Linked DNA regions of Ovis aries: region 1 is linked to region 2. A link is a contact called in public Hi-C data. All regions are on one chromosome and are shown on one strand. Each heading gives the region's core, a stretch centred on a gene start, on an enhancer-like site or on the middle of the called end of the contact. The rest is flanking DNA. Distances are from core to core; before and after follow the strand shown.

Evidence for each region. Hi-C and Micro-C count contacts between places; a contact is called where the count stands out from the background.
Region 1: a contact with region 2 is called in a Hi-C map of tail adipose tissue, with 1.6 times the contacts expected there. The contact joins two enhancer-like sites. A contact is called at or near these places in 2 of 16 Hi-C or Micro-C datasets (muscle and tail adipose tissue).

Annotation. Positions count from the first base shown.
Region 1 is chr1:264,306,264-264,308,963 of ARS-UI_Ramb_v3.0, forward strand. No RefSeq gene overlaps it. Among named protein-coding and RNA genes, the nearest start is that of HSF2BP, 98 kb to the right of the region's middle. Within about 2 kb of position 1,323, at least 36 of the 54 cell types and tissues checked have an H3K27ac peak or open chromatin away from gene starts, as enhancers often do. A contact at or near this core is called in tail adipose tissue, where this site is marked.
Region 2 is chr1:264,104,920-264,107,619 of ARS-UI_Ramb_v3.0, forward strand. No RefSeq gene overlaps it. Among named protein-coding and RNA genes, the nearest start is that of SIK1, 100 kb to the right of the region's middle. Within about 2 kb of position 1,407, at least 15 of the 54 cell types and tissues checked have an H3K27ac peak or open chromatin away from gene starts, as enhancers often do. A contact at or near this core is called in tail adipose tissue, where this site is marked.

The DNA of each region.
Region 1 (2,700 bases), core at 73-2,572, 200 kb after region 2:
AGACCCCCAGGAGTCTGTTCGATTGGGAGACAGGGCCGACAGCAGAGACATCGGACGGGTGGGCCTCTGAGGCTGGGCAGCGGTGAGGAGTCAAGTGAATCTCAGACAAGACTCTCCACATGGCTGGGCACAGGCCGGCAGCCAGCAACGTGGCAGGGGCGTGGGTGGGCCACCCTGCTGGTCAGGCTGTGGGGTCAGGGCGTCTGTCCAGTGTCCTCGGGGTCACTGCCTGATGGCAGGCTCGCCCTGCAGGCAGCATCGGCTGCCTCTGACCGCTCGTGTGCTTGGGGCGTTCTAGAGAAATGCAGACAGGCTGCAGCAGGAGCCCAGACAAAATGCACTGGGGAGAAATGAAAACTAGACCAAAAAACACACACGTTCCAAATGCAAAAGTGAAAGCTGACTTGGATGCGACCCGAAGCGGCAGCTTGGCTCCAGGGCCCCACCCCTTTCTGCTGTCACAGTCCTGTCCAACTCTCTGCGAACCCATGGCCTGCAGCACACCAGGCTTCCCTGTCCTTCACCATCTCCCAGAGCTTGCTTAAGTTCATGCCCATTGAGTCGGTGATGCCATCCAACCATTTCATCCTCTGCCACCCCCTTCTCCTTTTGCTTTCAATCCCCATGGAAAACCCCATGGACCGTGTGAAAAAGCCCCTTTCTGATAAATGGCCCCATTTGAGTGATTTTCTAAGAATGAAAAACTGTCACCTGAGGTCACGTTTGTACTTCCCTGGCCTAGTGGGCGGAGACCAGGGGGTGGAGTCGGAAGCAGAGTCCTGTGGGAGGCACGCTCTCCTCCCACACACACTTCCCCCAACCCCAGTCCCCCTCTCCCCTCTTGTCTGCGTCTGGGCCCTAGGAGGGCTGGCCACCCACTGGGAGCCTGGCTGCTGTGGGCGAGAGCCATGTGAACCACCCGAGGGCATCATCCAGCTCTCTTTCAGAGCCACGGCCTCAGGGGATTCCATGGCCTCATGGGACTCCACGGCCTCATGGGACTCCACGCCCTCACAAAAGAGCAGAACCCAATGGAACGTTTGCCTTCCTGTTGAGCACACTTGTCAAGCCCCAGGAACCCGGAGCGGGGCGAGTCCCTTCACCTGCCAGGGGCTCAGGCTGCCCCCCAGCCCCCCAAGCCCAGCCCCTCTGGCCGGCGACATGGGAGCAGTGGCTCTGTCCGCCGCGATGAAGGCTGCCCCTCCCAAACAGGGCAGAGCGTGTCCCGGGCCAAAATGTTCCGGGAGGGCTTGGAAGAGGAAGTGCGTGCCCAGTGGGGCAAGGGTGGCAGGTTCCGGGGAAAGCAGAAGCTATCCTGCCCTCAAGAGCCGATTGTGCAAGCCCAAGGCAGGGCCCCGGGGATCAACAGGCCGAGACGGCGCGTCCTGGTCACAGTTGCTGTGACTAATTGCGGGATAAACAGGAAGGCGCTCCACCTGCCAGAGCCCGGCCAGCGCTCCCTGCGTGGCCACAGCCTCAGGGGCCCTGTGTTCCTGGGCGCTGAGTCTCTCAAGCTGTGACGCCAGCACTCAGTAGGGTGAAGGCGGCATCCGACCCCAGGCAGGAGGGGCCGGCGGGCAGGCAGCTGGGCCTCAAGGCAGACCCTCGCCCCAGAGCGTGCGTCTCCGCCTCCAGCGGCGGGACCTGGTCTGCTCATTTCCCTGTCACTCCCACTACCTGACAACACGTCAGGGCTTTTCTCCGGGCAACTTCCAGGAGCGGGATTTTTCCAGCACAGGTGGGAAGACCAGATTAAGAAGGGGCTTGAGGTCTCAGGACTGAGGGGAGCAGAGCAAGGAGTAGACGGGCTTCTGCCTCAGGCTGCCCTCCAGCCCTGCATACTGATCGCCCTGCTGGGTTCAAGGGGAAGTGCACACCTGACCGCAGAGTTTCTGACCTGCAGGCTCAGGGGCCTGTCATCTGTCACCATCGCCACCCCCTGAAGCCTGGCCCAGGGTCAGAGCACAGTACACTTGGTCCACAGCCAGAAACAGTGAACCAGGTATACAGCCCCAGAGACACAGGTGGTCTTCACTTGCCCGGAGACCTGCAGCCACAGCCCTCCCATACACACACACAAACCCTAGGCCCCACCCACCCTGGGGACACAGAGCAAGGGGGCAGGAGAACAAGTGTCCAACCTGAACCCTAGTCCAGCCCCTTCGGTGGAGGCCCTGGCTCACGATGAGTTTCCTGGGCTCTGCGCTGGAAGCTCCTGACTGCAACGTCAGACAGAAACTAACAACAATCCCTCAGTGACAGGCCCATGCAGACAAAACACGGGTGATGGTCAGCCCCGTGAGCAGTCCCTAACCAGTCTGTGCCACTGACTTGAGGCTGAGGCCATTCCCTGGAGGACAATCTCCAAGGACACTGCTGCTTCTGGATTTTCACCCTTTTACATGCATCCCTTCCACTCCTGGAAAGAAATCTACACCTTGAGGCTTGGGTTTTCTTAATTTGTGGCCAAATTCCTGCCAGATTTCATGGGCTTGGAGACCAGGTATAACAGGGTAGTCAGGGCCAGGCCACCTGCTCATCATCGCAGAGAGGAATGACAAACCCCACACAGATACACACATGCACGTGTGCAGACACATGTATAGATCGCACACCTGGATCCACACGCACACAGACACACACTCCCAGACAAGAACTGTGGCTGCAACCACTCATGGTCACGCCAGGGACATCATTACT
Region 2 (2,700 bases), core at 157-2,656:
ATTCTTCTTGCCTTACTCAGCCTGTAGCGGACCACTTGCCCTAGCAGGTGCCGCATGAAAGCCCTCTAGATATTGGAGACAGTGCAGGACCACAGAAGCTGGGGCTGAAAGTGAAGGGCCGATGGGTGGGGAGGGTGGGGGACCCCCTCAGAGCGGCTCCTGACCTTGGCCCCACGTGTGCTCAGTGCTGCAGGCAGAGCCCGGGTCCCAGGCCAGAAACCAGGGCACAGGCCATGCCATGCCGAGAGCCAGAAGGTGCCTGCGAATATCTGGTCCCTCTTCCCCCTTTCCACCAGCAAACAAGGCCTGGAGACGGGTCCAGCGTGGCCAGAGACAAGACACTGGCCGATGGAAGGACGGGCCCAGAGCCTGGGTCTTCTCTTGCCTCGGCCACTGACCTTTACACCCACTGCAAGGCCCACAAGAGGACCAGCAGACTCTGGTCTGAGACTGGCCAGGGCTAAGGTGCCCGAGGGGATGTTAGTCTGGGCAATGAGAGGAGCAGATGCTAAGATGGGACTTTGTTAGGGGAAATACCGATGTGGCAGGAAGTGAGCAGGACGGGGGAAAAGTTGAGAGAGCCTGAGATGGCAGAGTTGGCCCGACCCTAGTGCCAGGCAGAGCGGGGGAGGTGAGGGAAGGCTCGGTCAGGCCCCAGGGAGGCTTCGGGCTATGCTTGGCTGGAGTGCAGGTACCCCAGGTGTGGGCCACCTTGGCTTCCCCATGTGTGTCCCATGGACACTGGGCAGCAGCCTCAGGGAGTGTGGTCTTGGCACAGGGTGTCAGCGTGGCTGTGGGGCCCATGGCCCATTAGCTCCCTGGAGGTGGAGGCTTAGATCACAACCTCGGGCAGGGCCTTCAAATCCAGGTTCCTGGTCCTAGCTCTGGCTGTTGTGGTTCAGAGGCCTGGGGTAACTAACACACGTAGAGGATGGACACTTGTGTGTGTTCCTCTCTACAAGCCCCCGTCATCTCATTGCCTTCCTTCCTGGGTCCAGGCGTGCGTTCTGCTCTCCCTGTTGTTTTCCGCACACCATCACCCCCCATCGCTGCCTTGCATCACGGGCCAGCTCTGTGGCCGTTCGGGTTTCCAGACTCTGCTCTGAATTGCCAGCTGCGTAGGGGCAGGGACCAACGTTGGTTCTCTGCTGTGTCTCCAGAACCCTGGACAGCACCTGGCTCCCTGACGGATGGATGGATGGGCAAATGAATGAATGAGACAATAAAGGAAAAGGGAGGGACTGAGTGTGGGCAGGGTCCTCGGAGCCTTTCACCAAGCAGAGGGGACCTGGGGACAATGCAGGTCACCTACTTCCTCCTCTCATCTGCCATGACTCAGCCCCGTCTGCTCCCCGCCCATCCGGCCCTAAGCGTCCAGTCCCGGCTGCAGCCGGCTAACAAGGACAGGAGGTCTGGGTGTTCTGCCAAGAAGTGTGCGCCATGCCTCGTTCCAGCACGCCCGCCCTGGGGTGTGGGCAAGTGCCTTGGGATTGCTTTTTAATGGTCTGCTTTGTTGGCTTGACTTTGCCATCATAGCCAGCCAGCTTGGCTGCCAAGTGGCCGCATGTCAGCTCTGGGGCTGGACAGCTTCCCACTGCCCTGGGGGACCAGCCTGAGATGAGCACTGCCCCTCTTTCCAGGGGAAAGGGGATGCTGGCAACAGGGAGGTTGAGCATCATCTTGTTGCCTTTTCAATGGCTTCTCTTGGTACTTTCCGAGCTGCAGAGGCAAGCCCACTGTACCACCACTGCCCAGGTGGGCCTGAGTCCCGCAGGCTCAAGAGAAGCCACTGGTGCCGTTATGTTTAGGGCGCAGTTGGAGCTGAGTGGGACAGAAGGAGGGTCGAGGATGGGCTCTGGCCTACTTGAGGAGTGCTTGCTCCCTTCCTTGCCTCACAGTAGCTCTTCAGCAATTTCAAGGGGATGCATAGGCGTGTCCCTGCGTGGTCAGTGGTGAGGCCTGCCCTCTGCACCCACTGGCTTTGCTCTGGACCAGGGACCTTGAATTGCTGGTCCCCTGGGGGTGGGCGGCAGTTCTGTCCACAGGAGTCAGGCAGGAGCTGCTAACACAGAGTTGGGGGCCCAGGTCTGAGACCCTGCAGGGGCTGGAGGGCTGCATTTCTGGGTCGTTTTCTGCGGCTCCCAGAAGAGGCGGGTGGGGATGGAGTGGGGGACGCACAGCAGGGCTGGGAAGCAGCAGATCAGGGCCTTCATCATCCACAGCCTCCTTCAGGGCAGCAGTTTCAGGCCCGGGTCTGGGGTGACCCTGTAAGTTCATGGTCTAGCGCAGAGGCAAACTTTGCCTCTGGGTCATAGCACCCGCTGAACGAACTTCCTCCAGGCCTGCTCTGAGCTCCTTAGTTCTCTAAACCTCCCCACGGAGCAGCTCCTGGTGGTGCAGTTGGTTTGCATCTGCAGCTCAGAAAATCCCAAGAGCAGCCACTGAAAAGGCGGCAAGGTGATGCCCACCCACCCCTCTCCTCCAGCTCCTGAGGGCCGCCAGCCACCCCCAGCTCAGGGCTGCAGGGCTCCCCCTCCAATCCAGTCACTGGACTGCAGGCTGCTCAACCTCCTTCTGTCTCCTGCGACCACATGTATGTAGGGCCCAGTTCCCGCAGACCACATTTGGAGGGTGAGGACGCTGGGACTCTGGCAGCCTCAGGCCAGCAGCCCCTCCTGCCCCCAGAGGAGGACCCCTGGC